Linked DNA regions of Rattus norvegicus: regions 2 and 3 are each linked to region 1. Evidence: chromatin contacts called from public Hi-C data. All regions are on one chromosome and are shown on one strand. Each heading gives the region's core, a stretch centred on a gene start, on an enhancer-like site or on the middle of the called end of the contact. The rest is flanking DNA. Distances are from core to core; before and after follow the strand shown.

The links. A called contact is a pair of places that touch in the nucleus more often than the background predicts.
Region 2: a contact with region 1 is called in a Hi-C map of psoas muscle, with 1.9 times the contacts expected there. The contact joins the promoter of Bfsp1 here to the promoter of Rrbp1 in region 1. A contact is called at or near these places in 2 of 12 Hi-C or Micro-C datasets (Schwann cells and psoas muscle).
Region 3: a contact with region 1 is called in a Hi-C map of liver, with 1.8 times the contacts expected there. The contact joins the enhancer-like site here to the promoter of Rrbp1 in region 1. A contact is called at or near these places in 7 of 12 Hi-C or Micro-C datasets (the A7r5 cell line, Schwann cells, frontal cortex and 4 more).

The regions. Positions count from the first base shown.
Region 1 is chr3:151,828,949-151,831,970 of GRCr8, reverse strand. It overlaps Rrbp1 (ribosome binding protein 1), which reads left to right and starts at 1,716. Exons shown (of 24, transcript NM_001427599.1): 1 at 1,716-1,924.
Region 2 is chr3:151,681,377-151,684,088 of GRCr8, reverse strand. It overlaps Bfsp1 (beaded filament structural protein 1), which reads left to right and starts at 1,252. Exons shown (of 8, transcript NM_031555.1): 1 at 1,252-1,619. The coding sequence starts at 1,264.
Region 3 is chr3:151,985,446-151,988,145 of GRCr8, reverse strand. No RefSeq gene overlaps it. Among named protein-coding and RNA genes, the nearest start is that of Snord17, 100 kb to the left of the region's middle. Within about 2 kb of position 1,380, at least 70 of the 93 cell types and tissues checked have an H3K27ac peak or open chromatin away from gene starts, as enhancers often do. A contact at or near this core is called in liver, where this site is marked.

The DNA.
Region 1 (3,022 bases), core at 467-2,966:
CAGGGGTGCTCACGGAGGCACTGAGGCAGGAACTCTGCAGCCGCAGAGGCTGGGGCAGTCTTTGGCCTCTTAGAAAGCTACATTTTAGAGGCTACAGAGATGGCTCAGTGGGAAAAGTGCTTGCTGTTCACACGCTTCCAGGCACGAAAGGCCCTGAGTTCAATTTCCAGCATGAATGTGGAAAATCCTGGTGCCACCTATACTGCCAGCACTGTAGAGATGGCGGCAAATACCCCCAGGTCAGGCAGTGGAGTTAAAGCAGTGGGTGGGTCCCAGGGTCATAGACAGACCCTGTGTCAGAGCAAGAGAGGGAGATGCCTGATACCAAACTCTGTGTGGGCTCAGGGGGCTGGGGGGTGTTCAGGGACAGAGGAGAGACACCGAAGTTCATTTCAAAGAGGCTGGTCTTGCCTCAGGCTCAAAGGGATAAGTTTAAGAGATAGCGTTAAAATGGTTATAACCTGAGCTTAAGCTGGCATGGTGTTTCATGCCTCTCTTTAATCCCAGTACTCAGGACATAGGCAGGAGGAGCTCTGTGATTCTAGACCCAGCCTGTTACACAAAGCAAGTTACAGGACAGCCACATAGTGAGACCTTGACTCAAAAAAAAAAAAAAAAAAAAAGCACCTAAAGTTAAATTATTTCAACTGAATTTGGTTTTGAAGAGAGGTTTTTGGGCTGATGAGGTATCTCAGGGAAAGGACTTTTAAGTGCTTTCTATGCAAGTATGACTGAGTTCTGATCCCTACAATCCACCACGGAAGGAGAGAACTAAGCAGAGAACCAAGGTGCATGGTGGCATATGCATCGCTCCTCTAAATAGGTGGGGGGGGGGGCAGGCTAATAATATTTGAAGTATCACGAGTTCAATTTTCTGAATTGCCATCATTTGGTGGGGAGGGGAGGGGAGGGGGGGTCAGAACCTCATGGTCCCCATCATCTGAATGTAACTCTGTGTGATTTGTATAAGGGAGTGGCCTTCCCTATCAAAATCTCTACCTCTATTTCTTTTGTTCTTTCCAGGTCTTCCACCTCGATTCTTTCATTTATTCAAGGAAATTCCATCTAGGGCAGAATGCTTTCACAGATAGATAAGGTCCCCATCCTCCCTTCTCTGACCTTTGCAGAACTCATCATTAGACCGAGAGGCTGGTGCTTTCTGTGAAGTTATTTGGGTTTAAATAAGGCATTTTCCCTGTTGTTCACGGTTTGTGCAATCCTCCTCAGGGTGACACCCATCACCACGTCTTCCGGCAGTGTGGGGGGTGGGGAGGGGAAAGAGCAGCCCGCGGCCAAGGGGATTCGAACCACAATCTATCCGCCTAGGCGGAGCCTAATCTGAATAAGCGGTGGCGTGGAGAGCGGCGGCCCGGAGTGGGCGGGGCCGGCAGAGGACCTCCCTGGGTGGGCGGGGAGTTAGAGACCCGCCCCCGCGCAGAGCTGAGAGTTGCGCTGCGCGGCTCCGCCCCTCTCCGGCCCCGCCCCCCGCGGTTCCCCGCAGCTCCTCCTCTCTCTCATTGGCTGAGACGTAGACCCTCCTTTTTGGCCAATGGCCGCCGCCGCGGCGCGACTGTCCGCGACCTGATTGGCTAGAGGCTCGCAGAGTGGCGGCTAGTAGGCCAATGAGGAGAGGCAACTCGATGAATGGCTGGCCCGGGTGGGGAAGGCAGGAGGCGGCGATCCCGGCGGAGGGGGCCGTTCGCCAGCTCCGAGGCAGAAAGTGCCACGACTCCACACGCGCGCACGCAGCCAGCGAGCGGCCGGAGCGGACGGCGGACGGGGCGGACGGCGCTGGGGTCGCGGTTTGTGCAGCTGCTTAGGGGCGGCTTCTCGGTGGAGGCTCGGCCGGCTCCTCTCTCGCGGTTCCGAGGCGGCGGCGGCTGCTCTTGCCCTCTCGCTCTCCCTCTCGCGTCTCCCGCTGCAGGTAAGAAACTTGGCCGGGCCCTGCAGCGGCGGCGGCGGTGGAGGCGCGCGGGCTGGGCCGTCGGGGCGCCGGGCCGGTCGCGCCGCGCCGCGAGTGACACGTCTCCTCGGCGGCCCCTCCCCCGGCGGCGCCGGCCCGCCCGCCCTGGCGGTGGCCGCGGCCCCCTCGGGTGGGACGGAGCTGCGTGTGCCAGGCCGAGCCCGTGCAGGGGCGTCGGCCGAGCGCGCCCCTCGGGGTGGATCCCCCGGCCGGCCGGCTAGGAGCTGCGACGGCCCCGCGGCGCGACGTGGCGACCCCTCCCTCTCGGCCGGGCCGTCGGGCCGGCCCGCGCGCTCCGAAGTTGGGCTAAGAAAGTTGGCGGCGGGGCGGGGCGGCGCACAGCTGGCGGAGGAAGGGGTTAAGTTTCGGGAAGCCACCGGATGACGTTGCCGGGCCGGAGTCCGGGCCGGAGGGGGTTGGGGGGGCGGAAGGCGGTGGGCCGGCCTGGGACGAGGGCTGAGACTGGATTGGCGACGCGGGGCCCAGAGCCCTGGGCTGCGGGCTGTGGCCACTGGACACGTCGGCGGCCCCGACGGGGCGGGCGGGGGCCACAGGGCTCGCCGCGGGTGCCGTCCGGGACTGGCCGTAGCAACTTCCCTGAGTACGGGATGAGTCTCTCTGCTCCCCCTGGCGGTAGGGCCGCAGCACCGTTTCCCGGAGGGTCCTCGCGGAACCGGCACGAGGGTGCCGGAGCTGGCCTGGGTTGGGGCCACCCGGGGTCCTGCCTGGCCTCTCCTTCCCGCGCCCACGATGAATGGACCCGTGGTGCCAGGCCTGGGCGGAAGCCGGCACCTCCGGCCCGGCGGGCCAAGCGTGCTGGCACTGAGCCCGCCGTCTGTCCTGGCCCGCCAGGCTCCCTAGCAATGCCCGGGGAAAGGAGACCGGCTGGCCCGCGCCTACTGCGGGCTGTGCAGGATGCTTCAGGGACTCTTTCCCGTAGGTGTCACTCTTGGTGGACGGTTGCTAACCAAGTGGTTTCACTCAAAGGTGTTCCATTTCCCCATCTGATAAAACAGGGTTCCTGCTTGTCTCTGAGAGACAGCAGTGGAGACCCAGCAC
Region 2 (2,712 bases), core at 3-2,502, 150 kb after region 1:
GTGCATGTGCAATCCATATGGTTGGTCATATAAGGTATTCCTAATCCTTCATTGAGAAGAGACCAGTCCTTTTGATAATGGGTTTTAAAAATTGTGTGTGATATACGTACACTACTAAGTGTGTAGTTATAGAAATGTGAACATGTGTGCACATATATGCTGTGGTCAGAGGAGAGCATTTAGTGTCTTCTCACTGCCTTCTGCCTCACTGTCTTGACAAAGGGTCTCTCACTGAACTGAAGGCTTGCTATTTCTCCATCACTGTGTCTTCCTCTCCACTGCTGGAGTTATTGGCATGCTTAGACATGCCCAGCTTTTCGTGGGCGCTGAGGATTTGAACTCAGGTCCTCGTGATTTTATGGCCGGCATGCTTACCTGCTGAGTTACCTCCCCAGCCCTTGGTAATGATAAATACTTTAATATGACAAATATTTATATCTAGGAATATTCTCATCAAATAGTTCACTATTTTCAACATTAATTTACTTTTGAGTTTTTCAAAGCCTCTCACATTGATTGTATGTATGTATGTATGTATGTCAAAGCTTGTTTTCAACTCTAACTGCTATTTCCATAATAAAAGTTAAAATGGGGCATAACGAGAACATTTACGTGAGAACTGGATACCCTGTAAAGATTTCTGTTAGGTTCAAAGCACCTAACCACGTGTCTTTGGTGTAAGAGCCAGGGTGATGGCTCAGTTTCACCAGTCTTCCTAAGTCACTGTACATGTTATACACACAAACAATCTCAACACTTACACGATGGACCATTTTATCTGCATGCACAGTTAGGAAGCCCTACCCGTGACAGCCTCAGCAATATGTTATAATTGCAATGCCTTTAAAAACCCGAAATCAACAACAAACAAAACCGGTGTTAAGTTCCACAGTGAAAGCCAGAAGGGACAGGAGAAAGTGTCAGACCCTCTGTTGCAGGACTTTAGCAAGCTGGCCTTGGGTGGCCTACACAGCGCTCAGGAGAACCAGTCAAAAGAGCATCATGCGTCTCTTGTCCCCCTGACCCTCCACGCAGTCACACAGCAACAGGCCTCCACAATGGCGGAACAAAGAAGTCCTCCGCCTGATGCCCCTTCTGCCCGGGAGCTGTATGGACGGCTAATCCCGCACACAAAGCAGCCGTGGCTCCCCATTGTTGGGCGCCCGCCCCGAGAGCACGTCTGCTGACCCGCTCTGGAACGTCCCAGCGCGGCCCGCCGGGTTATTTAGCAGGCGCGGAGCAGGCCGCAGCCTTCCGGGAGCCATGTACCGCCGCAGCTACGTCTTCCAGGCCCGCCAGGAGCGCTACGAGCGCGCCCAGCCCGCGGGCCCTACCGCCCAACCCGGAGGAACCGCGCCCGGCCTGGCGGCGCTGCAGGCACTGGGCGAGCGCGTGGCCGCCCAGGTCCAGCGGGCCCGCGCGCTCCAGCAGCGCCACGCCGGCCTGAGGCGGCAGCTCGACGCCTTCCAGCGCCTGGGCGAGCAGCCCGGGCCCGAGGAGGCGCTTGCCCGCCACGTCGAGGCCAATCTGCAGCGCGCCCGGGACCTGGCAGCCGAGCACGCGCGGCTGGAGAGGCAGGAGGCCGAGGCGCAGCGCGCGCTCGACGAGTTCCGCAGCAAGTAAGAAGCGCGGCCAGGGAAACTGAGGCCCCGCGTGTGACCGGGGCTGGAGACGTGGGGCAAGTGCAGACTGTCTTAAAGACGCCCAACTTTGGGGCTGGGGATTTAGCTCAGTGGTAGAGCGCTTACCTAGGAAGCGTAAGGCCCTGGGTTCGGTCCCCAGGTCCGAAAAAAAAAAAGAACCAAAAAAAAAAAAAAAAAAAAAAAAAAAAAAAAAAAAAAAAAAAAAAGACGCCCAACTTTAAGTTCGATAGCACTTTCCGGTTCCCGCTTCATTTACTTTTCCTGTTTTGGGGTGTTAGGTAGGACATGCAACACAATGTGCTGGTTCTAAATGAGCAGTTCGAGTTTTCCGGTGCTCAACTTGAGCCAACACTCAAATAAGCAAGGTGGTTTGCACCATCCCAGAGCTGCAGCGTCCCAGTTCCCACTGCGTCTCGGTTCTATAATTTCAGAATATGCGCTCTCACATGACGGAGCTCTTTGACTCCATATTTTTTTTCAGTTTAATTTTTATACAGGTATATATTGTACCTGTACATTCCTTTCTGGACCCCTTACTTTCCCTTTTCTCATCTCTCCTCCCTTCCACTTATCTCCCTTTTCCCCTATACAATTTCTTTTCTTTCAATATGTGTGTGTGTGTGCGCGCCTGTGTATGATTTTATATAACTATATACAATCTAGGAACTACAAGTGAGAGAAAACACATATTTGCTTTCCGAAACTTGCTTAATTGACTTTAATGTTAATCCCCAGTTGCATCCATTTTCCTGAGAACAACATAATTTTCTTCTTTATGACTGTAAAAATTCACACACACACACACACACGCACACACACCCTCATCCATCTGTGTCTCACATTTTCTTTGTCCATTCCTCTGTTGTTGGATACCTCTGTTGGTTTCGTTACTTAGCTTTTGTGAAAAGAGAAAAGAGCTTCGGTAATCATTGGTGTAGTACCGTGGTTTTGAGAAATCCTAATGTCATATAACCTTCACAGCCAAATCCTACCGGATCGTTTACAGAGAGGCTGAGGCTCAGAAGGGATCTGGGGAAGATCACTCATGGAATGAATGCCTGTGCTGACG
Region 3 (2,700 bases), core at 131-2,630, 160 kb before region 1:
AGTCAGACAGGATGTGGACACTGATCAGACCTGAGTAAGCTGCTCTGGCCTGGTCTTTGACTGTGCCTGGGTCATCTTGCCTGGGGTGGGAAACGGCCCCACCCCCACCACTGAACACTCCGGTGTCCTTTCCAGGAAATGTACTGACAAGAGCAGGAAACTGTTGTGTACCTAGTTCTCTTCCCCTGCAAAGTGATTTTATTATTTTGGTTGAACCAAAACATCCTACTGCATTGAGGATGGGGAAGAGAAAGACACCAGGACCTTAAAATAGACTCGATACACTTCTACTTTTGGCTGGAGTATCTCCTTGCTTGTAGCCTGGGAAAGAATACTTGAAAAACCCAAACTCCACCCATTCTGCCCTCTAGGTTTGAGCTGTCGAAACTCCCTGGTGACCAAAGGGTACTCTAGATCAGGGAAGCAGTCCTCGAAACAGCCTTGTGGCTGCTGTGAGGGGGCCCTGTGGTTTCTCTTCAGCCAGCTGGGCGACCTTGAGTAAATGACCCACCCCCTCTGATACACCGCATAACGTGGGGCATGACAAGAGAGTTCTACCTCCCTTCACCATAAGCGGTTTCCCACAAGTTTAAAGACACGGACCAGGAGAGCTACACAGACCTGGCATGCTACAGACAGAGGCGAGTGTGAATTTGGCTCCATCACCATGTACTTATTGTGATAACATGGATGTAGTGATGGTCCACAGTTTATATATGTGTGCACATGCATATATAATGTATGTGCGCATAATATACATACGCATATATACATATCTATCTACAGATAGATAATATGCTCAGAACTTTGGTGATGTTCTCATTTTTCAGTTTCAGGATTTTTGTCCTGTTATTTTCTCTATTTTTCCTATAAAACTTCTCTTGGGTCTTATGTATAGGAACATCTTTGGTGCTTAGCGTAGAGGCTTGACAGGACAGACTGAAACAATCTACCTAGCATGGTGTTGGGTGCCTCAGACAGCACTGCAGAAGCCATCAGTTCCTCTGCTAGAGCGCGGTTCCAGATCAGACTGCTCAAAAACTGCTGCGTGGGTGCGCGGAGAGGTTTGGGTTAGGGGTGGGGGCGGCCATCCTGTTCTCCAGGCCACGGGTCATTTTCTAATCTTAAGGTCTTTCCATGGCTGCTCTCTTCTATTGGGGACAGCCCATCACAGCCTTCTTCCTAGCTGCTCTTCCCTCTATTGAGGTCTGGATCTCATTCTCAAAGGCCTTAGCTGGGCCAGTCTCCTGTTTTAGGTACGCAGTGGAGACCCTTCCATTTTCACAGTGAACTTGATATTCTTCTCCCTAGGCTGGGACTAGGGATACTCTGCCTGTTTGCAAGATCCCCCGAACTCTCTGGACTACATTTCCCAGAATCCCTGACTCACTGTTTTCCTGGTGGATGCAGCCAATGGGAGACAGAAGCAGAGGATTGACGCTCTGAGGAAGGGAGAAGCCAAGGTGGGAGGTGGATCTACTCTAACCCTCTCCCACTGAGGGCGGAGGTCCCCCTCCCCCTCCCCTCCCCTCCCCCTCCCCCTCCTTCTCCCCCCCCCTCCTCCCCCCCCCCCCCCCTCCTCCTCCTCCTCCTCCTCCTCCTCCTCCTCCTCCTCCTCCTCCTCCTCCTCCTCCTCCTCCTCCTCCTCCTCCTCCTCCTCCTCCTCCTCCTCCTCCTCCTCCTCCTCCTCCTCCTCCTCCTCCGTTCCAGGTTCCTGCTGGAGATACTATTTATTTTCTTCTTTGTGCCTTCAGCCCAAGGAAGCAGCAGGTTCGAGCAGATTTCAGCCTCTGGGTTGCTAAGTTCTCCGGTTCAGGTTTCTAGCTCGTCTGTCATCTTTCGGCAAGCCTATTGCGTTAATTCACTATTGAACCGTTCAGCCTTGGCTCTGTTTTTCTGATGGGATTCTGCCTGCTCCAACTACTGTGACAGACGTCACTGCAGTGTGCCTCTGTATCCACAGATTCCAGCAACTGAAAACATCTGTACCAAATGCATACAGACTGTTTTCTTGTCATTTCCCTCCAAACAGTACGGTTTAGCAACTATTTTCATAGCACTGACATTGGACTAGGTGATATGAGTCATCTGGAGATGGTTTAAAATATGGAGCATGCATGTGGAGTATATACAAGGACTTCACCGTTTTAACAGTGTGTGTGTGTGTGTGTGTGTGTGTGTGTGTGTGTGTGTACTCATGCAGGTGACATAGCATAAGTGTCAGAGGCTGTCAGAGGATGTGGACTCTAGGGATTCAATTCTGGTTTGTAGGCCGTGTTCAACAGCAAGGGCAAGTGCACCATTATCATTTACGTAAGAGCATCCCTGCATTCGGATGTCTTGCAGGAGGTCCTGTAACCAATGCCTCTCAGATGCCAAGGGCTGAATGCATCTGAATGTACTCACCATGTAACTTTGATGGCCACAATTTTACAGATGAAATTTCAGGAGACTTTTTCCATGGCAATTTACAGTTGAATCTTCCCTAGAGGGCAAATGCCCATAAAGTCTCTGGTAGATTGGTAGCAACAATGCTTATACCTATTTTCAAACCCCTTTACAAGCCTGCGCACTCACTTGCTCTTTCCCTCCCTCCCTCCCTCCCTCCCTCCCTCCCTCCCTCCCTCCCTCCCTCCCTCCTTTCTCTTTTTCCGACAAGGTTTCTATTGTAGCACAGGCCAGCCCTGAACCCATGATCCT